2 separate regions of the Ovis aries genome follow, and region 1 is linked to region 2. A link is a contact called in public Hi-C data. All regions are on one chromosome and are shown on one strand. The core of a region is the stretch at or near the end of the contact, and the rest is flanking DNA. Distances in the headings are between cores, read along the strand shown. Region 1 holds the start of AZIN1 (antizyme inhibitor 1). Region 2 holds the start of ATP6V1C1 (ATPase H+ transporting V1 subunit C1).

Evidence for each region. A called contact is a pair of places that touch in the nucleus more often than the background predicts.
Region 1: a Hi-C map of tail adipose tissue shows a contact between it and region 2, with 2.9 times the contacts expected there. The contact joins the promoter of AZIN1 here to the promoter of ATP6V1C1 in region 2. A contact is called at or near these places in 5 of 16 Hi-C or Micro-C datasets (blood, hypothalamus, liver and 1 more).

Annotation. Positions count from the first base shown.
Region 1 is chr9:74,535,231-74,541,462 of ARS-UI_Ramb_v3.0, forward strand. AZIN1 (antizyme inhibitor 1) reads left to right here and starts at 2,285. Exons shown (of 12, transcript NM_001291507.2): 1 at 2,285-2,669.
Region 2 is chr9:74,401,953-74,408,702 of ARS-UI_Ramb_v3.0, forward strand. It overlaps ATP6V1C1 (ATPase H+ transporting V1 subunit C1), which reads right to left and starts at 2,023. Exons shown (of 14, transcript XR_009594993.1): 1 at 1,876-2,023.

The DNA of each region.
Region 1 (6,232 bases), core at 1,035-3,534, 130 kb after region 2:
AGAAGAAAATGGCAACCCACTGAAAATCCCCTGGAGAAGGAAATGGCAACCCACTCCAGTATTCTTGCCTGGGAAATCCCATGGATGGAGAAATCTGACAGGCTACAGTCCCTGGGGTTGCAAAGAGTCAGACACGACTGAGTGACTTCACTTCACTTCCTCTCCCTTAACATTCAAAATTATCCCTACTCTCTATGCCTTCATCCATGCCTTCCTCTCTATCCCACATTTCCTGCTTCTCTTAACTATGTAACAGCCGCCTTCATGGTTTCCTCTCTTCTAAACTTTCTATTTTCAATCCCATTGATGCTAGAGAAATCTTAAAAACAAACAAACAAACAAAACTTTGAGTATATCATGTCCCCAATTAAATGGTTCCGAAATGAGGTCCAAGCTCTGATCCCTACATTTCACGTCACCCTCCTTTTCAACCTCATTTGCAACCGTACCTATGCTGGAGCCAGAAAGCTAGTTCACAGTTCTTTGAACTGGCCCATTTCTGTGCCTTTTCTTAAGTAGTTCCCTTGCCTGGAATATCTGCTCTCAAAAGTCACTTATTTCCCATGTCTGGAGTGTCTGCTCTCAAAATCTCTCTCCACCTTTCCCCAGTAGCTTTTCTCCCACTGAGTTGCGGTTACTTCCCCCTTTCACTGGATTCCACACAGCATTTTATCTGTTTACAACAATTACTTAGTTATTTGATGTAGTGTTATTTCCCCCTGCTAGACTGTTATCAAGATTTCAAGTGTATTCATTTCTAGCCTTCCTCCCTCCAGCAGGGGGTCTAGTAAAGTGCTGTGCTTGTAAATGTTCTGAAACGAAAAGAATTTTTAAGGAATGAAAGAGAAAACCAAGAGACAGCACAGTGAAATATGTAAATATGAAATCGGGAACAGAGTCCACAGCCCCTAGTTTTTACCTAGTACTTTCACCTCAGAGCCTATGTTCAGCATTGCTACCTTCCTACCCAGGAAAGCTCTCTCTTTCATATCTGATTTGTAGCAACCACAGTGCTAAAAGTAAACAGATGGTCGGGAAATGCCAGGGGAAAAAAGTCTGTCTTTATCTCAAAGATTTTGGAGTGTGTGTCAATATATATTTCATTTGTGCCGTTGCAGCTGAGTTGCAAGGCATTAGCACGGGAGGACTCAGGGTTTCTGATGGGGAGCGCGACGACATTTTAAAAACATGAGAATAAACTAAAAGCCATGTAGGTAGCCCTAGGCTCCCCAGTAAAAATAAGTTTGCTCTGTATGGCAACCCAGTCCAGTGTTCTTGCCTGGAGAATCCTAGGGACAGGGGGAGCCTGGTGGGCTGCCGTCTATGGGGTCACAGAGTCGGACACGACTGAATTGATTTAGCAGCAGCAGTAAAATTAAAATGACCGCGCAATGAGACGTAGGGAATTGAAGTACTGTGCCCTTGTAACGTCGGTAATGCCCTCTCCAATACAGGTCCTTCATGAATAAGGACCGGGTCGGCTGGCCTCAACCATTCTAAAAAGAAAGCCATAAAAGCCACACTCCTTAAAACAAAAAAAAACAAAACCCTACTGCACCACACTGCAACGTGCGAACACTGGGGACATGCCCACGCGGTCACGAGCCCCTGCAACCACCCGAACACTGGGCCGAGCCGTTCTGGCCCTTAGGAACTCGCTTCCCAAAAAGAGGAGCGCCGCATCCCGCGGGGGCTGGAGCTTCACCCCGGGAGGGCAGTCCCCAGGCGTAGCCTACAGAGGCCGCAAAAAGCGGAGAGCTCTCGAGGAGGTAGCGGGGCGGGAAGCTCCAGGGGTGGCCCCCCTCTTTCACCCTCTTCCAGGCAGAGCAGGTTCCAGGCAGTGCAGGCGTCGCGCCAGCTTCGGGCCCGGACCGCGCTTGGCGCCGCGGCCGCCGGGCCCAGCTCCCAAAGCGCCCCGGCCCGCCTCGGGCGTGAGCGCAGGCGCCCGGGCGGCGGGGGCGCGGGCGACGACGCGCTCTGTCCAGGTCACCTCCCTTCTCCCCCGCCCGCCCACGTCCGCGCAGCGGGCCCTCCACCGGCCGGGGAACCGGTGGAGGGCGGGAAGTAGCCGGGGGCGAGGGGCGGGGGGCGGGGGAGACAGGCACCTGCACCGCGGGGTCGCCCCGCCCCACCCGCTTCGGCTCGCCCCGCGCCGGCCCCCTCTCTCTTCCGCCCGCTTCCCTCCTCTCAGCGCCGCGGCCCCGCGCCGTCCGGCTCGCGCGGCTGGCTGTGACGTCACCAAGCCCCGCCCCTCAGTATAAAGCCTGGCGTTGCCGGCGCCGCCTTCCCACACTCGCTGGCTCTTCGTTAGGTTGCTGTGTGTTTCCTTTTTTCCTTTTTTTTTTTCCCCCCCCTCCGCCTTCTCTGCCTCTTCTCATCCTTTCTCGCTCTCCGGCTCTGCGGTGTGACGAGGCCGAATCCTCTCCGCACCCAGCCCTCTCGCCTTTCTTCTTCCTCTGCCCGCGCCGTTGTTCCATTTCTCTCCCTCGGCCGCCGCCGCCGCTGCTGCACAGCTGGTGTCGGTGCCGCGCTTTCCCCCCCACGTCGTCCCCGCAGCCTATGGCCCAGGCCGCCTTGGGTATTTCTGCTCAAGGTAACCACATCCCTCTTTAAAAATTCCGCCGAAAAAGAGAAGACGCTTTACCCGACTCTTTGGGCCGTTATCTCACGTGAGTAGTGACCCTAGGAGGGCGGGCTGGGCCGGTGCCGGGGCGCGGGGCGCCGGGGGGTGGGTCGGCCTGGGGAAGCTGTCGGCCGCCTCAGGCTGGGCCCCGCCGACCGGCCGGCGTTCCTCCGCAGCGTCCCCGCGGCCGGCCACCTCGAACATGGCGGCTGGCGGCGTGTGTGGCGGCGGCGGCCGGTGGCTCAGCGGCGGCGCGGCGGGCTGGGGCGGCTGGCGCGCCTCGGGTGGCCGCCGAGCCGAGCCCCGAGCGGCTGCGGTTGGGTCGAGGGGGCGTGTGCGTGTGTGTGGACTGGGGGGCGCGCTCGGGGGTCTCGCCGCCGCGGGGCTCGGCGTCGCCTCCCGGCGGCAGGCGGCCCCCACCCCGCTCCCGTGGTGCATTGCTGTTTCCGGGGAGGGGGCCGGGCTGCAGCCCCGAGGGGCCCTGGTGCAGCCGCCCGGCCCTGAGCGGCGCGGCACCGCGCTTTCGTCTCGGGATCCCGGGCTGGCGGCGCGGCCGGCTGCAACCGTCGCGGCCTTAGGTTATGAATGGAGCGGGGCGGGCCCGGCGCCGGCCTCCTGTGACAGCTGCCGGGGGAGGACGGGTGCCTGAGGGTGCGGAGAGCGCGGCCCTCCCCTCTCTGCCGGAGGAAAGTTGACGCCGCCAAGGGGCCCGGCGGCGGGGAAACCCCGGTGTCAGGTAGCTAGCAAGAGGCCTTTGGCCCCTTCTGGAAGCCTCGGGGCTGCCGCCCCGCCCCCTGCGGCGCTGGCGATTGGGCCGAGTCGCCTTCACTCACCCCGGGCCGCCTCCTGGAGCCCAAGGATTAGTCACCATGGCTTCGTTTTCCCGTCCGCGCCACGATTCCTGGGCCGAGAGAGAGAGAGCAGTGGGCTTCGATGGCTTATCAAGTACTATTTTGGCAATTAACGGTGGTGTTTCAGTACTTCCCTGGTTGCTCAGACGGGTAAAGAATCTGCCTTGCAATGCAGGGAACCCAGGTTCGATCCCTGGGTCGGGAAGATCCCCTGGAGAAGGAAATGGCAACTACTCCAGTATTCTTGCCTGGAGAATCCCAATGGACAGAGGAGCCTGGCGGGCTACAGTCCTTGGGGTCACAAAGAGTCGGCCACGATGAGCGGCTAACAATTTCCACCAACGGTAGTGTTTTAACAGCCTTACCAAGTGTATATCCTAAACGTGTGTGTCTTAGGCTAAGCTACTGGTTCGGGCGCACTGTTAACGGCCCCAGGATATTTCAGCAGCTTTAACGGGATTTTGTGGTTGCATCGTGGACACATTAAGATATTTTGTGTCCTGTCGTGTTTCTACCTTTCAGCCTCCTGCTTGGATAGGAACCTGAAGGCTCTAGGGAGAGAGTCGATAGGTGATGAGGAAAGGTTGTTATAGATGAGCCTGGCAGAAATACGGCGAATGACTATAGGGCAGAGCCCTGCCAACCCTTTGATTTCTTTTACAAATATAGGATGCAGATGCTGGTTATGAAGGCAAATAAGCCCTGAAGAGTTAGTGGGAAAGATATAGGCTCCTGATGGTCATAGGTGATAATGGAAGGTACCGTAATCAAGTAATCAGTGCCGTCCCTCTTGCCACTCAGGTTTAACTTAAACATTTTCAAACATACAGAGGGAGTGAAAGAATTGTACCCTCACGTGGATTCAGTAAACGATTAACATTTTGCTTTACTTGTAATTGCTTTATTCATTCATCAATCTTTATTCTGTGTATTTCAAAGTAAGTTGAAGAAATGAGAACACTTTACCCCTTCAACTTCAGTATGCACATATCATTAATCTAACACTGTTTAAGTATTTCTTTAAAATCGGGTAAATTTTACGTAACAGCAAAAACCACACGTCTTGAATACACCATTTGACGAGTTTTGACAAAAATACAGCTGTGTAATACAAACCTTTATCAAAGATGAGAAAAGTGCCATCAAACCCAGAAACTTCTCTTTTGCCCCTTCAAGCTCCATCCCTCACTACCCACAAAGGCATTCACTGTTCTTTTTATTAACCATAGATTAGTTATTATGGAAGTCTATTCTAGAACTTCCATATAAATGAAACTATATATTGTGTGAAAGGTTTCTTTAACTCAGAATGTTTTTGATATTCATCCACAGTGCGCTCACCAGTAAATTGTTCCTTTTAACTGCCGAATAGTGGTCCATTATAAGAATACCTTGCTTGATTTCTTTTTTTCTTTAAACAACTTTATTTTGGAATAATTGCAGATTTGCAGAAAAGTTACAAAGATAATACAGAGCTATTCATACTTTTCACCTAGTTTACCTTATAAGAGGTGGTACATTTGTCAAAATTAAGAAACTGACTTTGATACATTCAGTTCAGTTCAGTAGGCCAGTCCTGTCCGACGCTTTGTGACCCCATGGACTGTAGCATGCCAGGCCTCTCTGTCCATCACCAACTCCCGGAGTTTACCCAACTCATGTCCGTTGAGTCGGTGATGCCATCCAACCATCTCATCCTCTGTCGTCCCCTTCTCCCACTATCAATCTTTCCCAGCATCAGGGTCTTTTCAAATGAGTCAGCTCTTCACATCATGTGGCCAAAGTATTGGAGTTTCAGCTTCAGCATCAGTCCTTCCAGTGAACACTCAGGACTGATTTCCTTTAGGATGGAATGGTTGGATCTCCTGCAGTGCAAGTGACTCTCAAGAGTCTTCTCCAACACCACAGTTCAAAAGCATCAATTCTTCTGTGCTCAGCTTTCTTTACAGTCTAACTCTCACATCCATACATGACCACTGGAAAAACCATAGCCTTGACTAGACGGACCTTTGTTGGCAAAGTAATGCCTCTGCTTTTTAATATACAGTCTAGGTTGATCATAACTTTCCTTCCAAGGAGTAAGCGTCTTTTGATTTCATGGCTGCAGTCACCATCTGCAGTGATTTTGGAGCCCCCCAAAATAAAGTCAGCTGCTGTTTCCACTCTTTCCCCATCTATTTGCCATGAAGTGATGGGACCAGATGCCTACCACCTAAACTCCAGATTTTCTTTGGATTTCACCAGTTTTTAATTTCCTTTCTGTCTAGAGGCCAATCTAAGGTGCCACATTTCCTTTTAGTTGCCATGTCTTTGACAGTCTAGAGAAGTACCAGCCAAATATCCAATAAAATGTCCCCCATTTGAATTTGTTTGATAATTTTTCTCATGATTAGGCTGGGGTTTTGGAGTTTTGGAAAGAATACCAAAGTCATTGATAAAGGCAGTGTAAGGTGAGACATACTGATAACTTTGGGTTTACTAAGTTTCTGGGTAGTTACTGTCAAAGTGATGGGAGGTTTTTAGTGCTTTTTATTGGTCAGCTGCTGACTCAGTTAACTCTAGTTCTCTCTGTGCTATTTGCCAAGATAGTATAGCAAGGGACATCCTCTTCAATCAACTAAGAGATTTGATTGCAGTGTTGTACATGATCCAACTGATATAAACACCACTCTAAATGAGAAAAATAAAGCATTCCCTGTGTCTTCTCCACACCCCCGCTCATATTTTTATTTAACCTCCTCTTATGGTTGGTTAATCT
Region 2 (6,750 bases), core at 773-3,272:
CCAATGCAATTATTTACAAAGTTGTGGAAATAATCAGAGAATCAGACTTTTGAAGCCCAAATGTTTCTTTTCAGGTAGAGAGAACTAATGTAAATAAGGCTCCGAAGACTGACAACAAATAATAAAAGCGATCATTTACTGCCCAGTTCTATACACGAACCATCTAGCTCACAGCATTCACTTTAGTCAGATCCCGAGTACTGTTTCTTTAGATTTTATCTAGTCCCTGCAAGATACACCGGGGAGAGAAAAAGATCCCGGGGTTCTGAGACATAAACCCGAGGTTCCCTCTTGAGCACAATTTGAGACGTGCTGGTTGCCAGAGAACCGTGATTGACAAGTTGAGCACCTTCTGCCCACCCTGCTGCTTATTATCTCCTCCAGCTGAACTGTACACTGAACAGCTTCACCCAAACTAACTAAAAAGCGGTTTTTAAAGCACTGACCACCGCTGCAGAATCCCTTTGAAGCTGTCCTACTCAAGTTTCACCGAAAGTGCTGAATCAAAGGTAAGAATGCACTAGGAGAAACTCACCCTTCTCTCTAGAGAGACTGTGGTTAAGTACTGGGCAGGTAATTGGCAGTCAGAAGACAGTAAAAGTTACGCTAGACTTAAAACACATCATCTGATCTGTTTCTAGATCCAAGAGTCTATCTAGATAGGTCCCAGTCTACACGATGAATGGCACTTTCATCTACTTCCTCTCAAAGACCTGTGAGAACAAAACAAACAAGAAAGGGACTTCCTGGACGGCCCCGGCGGTGAAGGATCTGACTCGCAATGCAGGTGACATGGGTTCGATCCCCGGCCAGGAAGCTCCCACATGCCTCAGGACAACTGAACCACGACTACTGAGCCAGCGCGCTAGAGTTTGTGCTTCACAAGAAAGCACACAGCTTGAGAAACCTGCACACCACAGCTAGGGAGTATCACCCCCGCGGCAACTGGAGAAAGCCGGCTCACAAGGAAGACCCAGCGCAGTAAAACACACAATAATTTAAAAAACAAAAACGTAATTCCTGTGACTGTTGTTCAATAAAAGGTATTCGGGAGTAGAGTACCAAAGGATAAGTTCGGAAGGCAGAAACAGATCTTCACAAAAGAGTCTCCCCAACCCCCAAATGATCCAACATCTCCTGTGTACTTCAGGGCTGTTTGCGGTGGGCGGGGGGGGGGGGGGGGGTTAGTTACAATGACCCTCAGTGAGGGGTGCAAACAATCTAATCTTTTCTCCCTTTGCTCTTCTGTTTCTAGGGGATTCAATTCGCCTGTGTGACTCTCTCCTCCAGTTCCTTTTCACGGTTTCTTGCCTACTCTTCCCCCATTCTAAAACAAACAAACAAACAAACAAACAACCACGGTCTGAGTTCTCTGGAATCCCTTTTTTTCCCCGTCACAGGGACCCTGCGTCCTCGGTGAGGGTCTCCTAGACCCTCTAAACTGCCATCACCTTATTCGCAAGCACGTACGCCCAGGGGAGACTGTCCCGCTCGCTGTGACCTCACACACACCACCCCGGATCCTTATCTGGGCCACTGTTACCTTTCGTCTCCCTGAGCGAGGATTCGCTGTGACCCTTACCCCAACCCAAGGAGAAACGCCTCAGACCCGCAGTGTTTATGCCTGCCTCTGCCACAGAACAGTCCCTAGGGCCCTTTCTCTTTTCCCCTCCTTCCCTTCCCCTTAAGAGACAGAACCCAGGCCCACGGCGGCGACAAACTCGCGCTAAGAAACCAGACACGGCCGCACAGCCGGCGGCTCCAACGCCACAGTCTCGGCCCCCGCGCCCGCCCCCATCCCTCCCAAGAGGCGACCGCAGCGCGAGCTTCGGCCCGGCCGGCGTTTCCGAGGCGGGGTAGCCATCGCTCACTGACCCACGGAAGTGTCAAACGAGGACGTGGCTGCAGTAACAGGCAGAGAGGCGGACAGCCTGGCAGGCGTTAACGGCTCAGCGCTCCATCCCTCCCCGACCTAAGCTCCGGCCTCACGGCTTCCTCGACCCCGGCGCCTACGGAGCAAGTCACGTGCCAGCCGGGACGGTCAGCTGACCGCGGCGCGCGCCGCCCCGCCTACGTGCGCCGCTCCGCCTATGCGCGCGCCACTGCGCAGCCGCCCCGGCCGAGCCCACGGAAGAGGGGCGGGGCTGGGAGGCTCCCCGAGAGTCTGAGCAGGGGGAGCTCTTCCGGGGTGGGTGGGGTTTCTGCTTCTGGAGGTCCGCCCGAGTCCCGTCCGCAACCTGTGAATTTCATCGCTGCCATCCTTAGGGTTACCCCACTTCTTTTCACGTTTCTGCGGCTTGGAATTTGCCTCCAGACTTCTCCACTCAGGATTTTGTTCGGACAGCCCGGTTTTCTGAGTAATACCCTTAAGAGTTCCCTTCAGCCTCTGATGCACCTTTTCTTTACAGTCCACTTCGAGTTAATCCCATACGTGTCCTTGGAGCATTTACTATGCGCTCGTCATTGTGCTCATTTTCTTAGGATTGTCTACCGGCGTGAATCACTCCTTGCAGAAGAGAGCTTGTAATCTAGTTCGGGCGTCTGTTGTGGGGCATGTGATAAACATCGGATGGTTGGAACCACAGTAGATAAAAATGAAAACCAAACAAGATTACAGGGCAGAGGCACGGACAGGAGAAATCATATCCTTTGGAAGAAAAAGATAGCAAGCCGCTCTTCTGAGCCGTGCATATTTCATTAGCTTAGGAAGGTAGGTGGTATTATTCTGGTTCAGAACATAATTTAGAAACGTTCAGTTCAGTTCAGTCGCTCAGTCGTGTCCGAATCTTTGCTACCCCATAAATTGCAGCACGCCAGGCCTCCCTGTCCATCACCAACTCCCGGAGTTCACCCAAACTCATGTCCATCGAGTCGGTGATGCTATCCAGCCATCTCATCCTCTGTGGTCCCCTTCTCTTCCTGCCCCCAATCCCTCCCAGCATTAGAGTCTTTTCCAATGAGTCGGCTCTTGCATGAGATGGCCAAAGTACTGGAGTTTCAGGGTTAGCGTCATTCCTTCCAAAGAACACCCAGGACTGATCCTTTAGAATGGACTAGTTGGGTCTCCTTGTAGTCCACGGGACTCTCAAGAGTCGTCTCCAACACCATAGTTCAAAAGCATCAATTCTTTGGCGCTCAGCTTTCTTTACAGTCCAACTCTCACATCCATACATGACCACTGGCAAAACCATAGCCTTGACTAGACGGACCTCAGTCGGCAAAGTAATGTCTCTGCTTTTCAATAGGCTATCTAGGTTGATCATAACTTTCCTTCCAGGGAGCAAGCCTGTTTTAATTTCATGGCTGCAATCACCATCTGCAGTGATTTTGGAGCCCCCTAAAATAAAGTCAGCTGCTGTTTCCACTGTTTCCCCATCTATTTGCCATGAAGTGATGGGACCAGATGCCATGATCTTAAGTTTTCTGAATGTTGAGCTTTAAGCCAACTGTTTCACTCTCCTCTTTCACTTTCATCAAGAGGCTTTTTAGTTTCTCTTCACTTCTTGCCATAAGGGTGGTGTCATCTGCATATCTGAGGTTATTGATATTTCTCCCGGAAATCTTGATTCCAGCTTGTGCTTCTTCCAGCCCAGTGTTTCTCATGATGTACTCTGCATAGAAGTTAAATAAGCAGGGTGACAATATACAGCCTTGACGTACTCCTTTTCCTATTTGGAACCAGTCTGTTGTTCCATGTCCAGTTCTAACTGTTGCTTCCTGACCTGCATATAGGTTTCTTAAGAGGCAGGCCAGGTGGTCTGGTATCCCCATCTCCTTCAGAATTTTCCACAGTTTATTGTGATCCACACAGTCAAAGGCTTTGGCATAGTCGATAAAGCAGAAATAGATGTTTTTCTGGAACTCTCTTCCTTTTCCATGATCCAGCGGATGTTGGCAGTTTTATCTCTGGTTCCTCTGCCTTTTCTAAAACCAGCTTGAACATCTGGAAGTTCACAGTTCACATATTGCTGAAGCCTGGCTTGGGGAATCTTGAGCATTACTTTAGTAGCATGTGAGATGAGTGCAATTGTGCGGTAGTTTGAACCTTCTTTGGCATTGCCTTTCTCTGGAATTGGAATGAAAACTGACCTTTTCCAGTCCTGTGGCCACTGCTGAGTTTTCCAAATTTGCTGGCATATTGAGTGCAACACTCACAGCATCATCTTTCAGGATTTGAAATAGCTCAACTGGAATTCCATCACCTCCACTAGCTTTGTTCGTAGTGATGCTTTCTAAGGCCCACTTGACTTCGAGTTCCAGGATGTCTGGCTCTAGGTGAATGATCACACCATTGTGATTATCTGGGTCATAAAGATCTTTTTTGTACAGTTCTTCTGTGTATTCTTGCCACCTCTTCTTAACATCTTCTGCTTCTGTTAGGTCCATACCATTTCTGTCCTTTATTGAGCCCATCTTTGCATGAAATGTTAGAGAACTTTTTAATTCAGTTTTTGATTTTGATTCCTATTGTGCGATTCATTTCAAATACTTTCCCTACGTAGTTTCATTGAAACATTATATCTTTTTCCCTTGAAGAAATTATGAGGAAAAAACAAATCTTCTCTATGCATAAAAAATAAAAAACTTTTTTATTTTTTAAATCAGTATTTTTATATTAGGGAAGGTGAAGAGCTAGAGATCACAGAGCTGTTTAGCACAAGGGAATAGACATATCTGGTTTTCAGTCCTGGCTCTGCTGCTGATTAGCTGTGTGACCCCAGGCCTGTGAATTTCAGCTTCTTCACCTGTAAACTGGTGGCAATAATATATATGTGATAGGGGTGTTGTAAGGCTTAAATGAAGTGTAGTGTCTGGCACATTGGAAATGCCTCGTGAAGGGTTGCTCTTATTACTATGTATTATATAGGACCCAGGTTTTCTGACCTATTTTATGCCAGATAAAATTACAGGCTGTTGTGTCCATGCAGAAATTCACCACAGAATTTCTTAGAGCCTTAGTAATACATCTGAATAAAAAGTAACAACTAACCAACCAAGCTATCTTCAACCTAATGTTTTTCACTAATTTTGGATGCTGTTCAGGCAATTCCAACAACTGGTTCTGTAACACAGCTTTGGAAACTCGTCAGAAATTCCAAGGGCTTTATCTGGCATCATAACGTGCTCCCAGAGGCCATGTTCTGGTAGATCTGTCTGTCCAATACAACTTTCTTTGGTAGTGAAAATGTTAATCTGTGCTTCCCATATTGTGTCCACTAGACTGAAGTGGCTCTTGAGCACTTGCGATGGGGCTATTGTGACTGAAGAACTGAGTTTTACAATTTATTTCACTTTCATTAATTAAAACTTAAATACCCACCAGTGAGACTAGTGACAGCTGCTTTGGGCAGTGAAAATTAGGGTCTGCATTTGAAACCTTTTGGTTTCTTTATGCTTGTGTGTGGCCCTGAGACAGAATTCTCATGCCTGTTTCTTAATTTTTAAACTCAAGTGCATCTATTTCTGACGTCTGGACACTTTGCAGTGTTTTAAGCATCATGTTATACTTGAGAGGCAGTATAAAGCATTGTTCAATAAATGTGAGCTCCAGTTATCATCAGACCTAGCATGCCTCATTTAAAAATCTAGCAAACATGTTTAAAATAAGCAGGACATGCTTGCTTTCTAATGGCTTCTGATAGGAAGTGAATGTGTTTTACAAAGAGTGGGGATGCTTGCTTTTCCTTACTGTGCATAGGAGCATCATAGGTATCTAAGTATGTATAGCAGGCATGACACACGTTTTCCTACATTTCCACGTACCTAAGCACCTTCTAAGCTTAAAGCACTGAAAAAAATGCATAGAGAAGATTTATTTTTTTCCTCATAGTTTTTTCAAGGGAAAAAGATTAATGTTTCAATGAAACTAAGTGGGGAAAGCATTTGAAATTAATTGCAAAATAGGAATCAAAATAATTTTTCACAGGAGAGTGAAAAAGCTGGCTTAAAACTCAGCATTCAGAAAACTAAGATCATGGTATCTGGTCCCATCACTTCATGGCAAATAGATGGGGAAACAATGTAGACAGTGACAGACTCTATTTTCTTGGACTCCAAAATCACTGCAGGTGGTGACTGCAGCCATGCAATTAAAAGACACTTGCTCCTAGGAAGAAAAGCTCTGACCAACCTAGACAGCATATTAAAAAGCAGAGGCATTACTTTGCCGACAAAGATCTGTATAGTCAAAGCTATAGTTTTTCTGGTAGTAATGTAGGAATGTGAGAGTTGGACCATAAAGAAGGCTGAGCACCAAGGAACTAATGTTTTTGAACTGTGTTGTTGGAGAAGACTCTTGAGAGTTCCTTGGACTGCAGGGAGATCAAACCATTCAATCCTAAAGAAAATCAATCCTGAATATTTATTGGAAGGACTGATGCTGAAGTTGAAGCTCCAATACTTTGGCCACCTGATGTGAAGAACTAACATTGTAAAAGACCCTGATCCTGGGAAAGACTGATGGTGGGAGGAGAAGGGGACAACAAAGGACGAGGTAGTTGGATAGCATTGAACACCGACTCAATGGACATGAGTTTGAGTGAACTCGTGGAGTTGGTGATGGACAGGGAGGCCTGGCATGCTGCAGTCCATGGGGTCGCAAAGAGTCGGACACGACCAAGCGACTGAACTGAATTGAACTGAAGTCATGAGGAGAAGGGGATGACAGAGGATGAGACGGTTGTATGGAATCACCAACTCAATGAACATGGGTTTGAGCAAGCTCTGGGAGATGATGAAGGACAGGGAAGC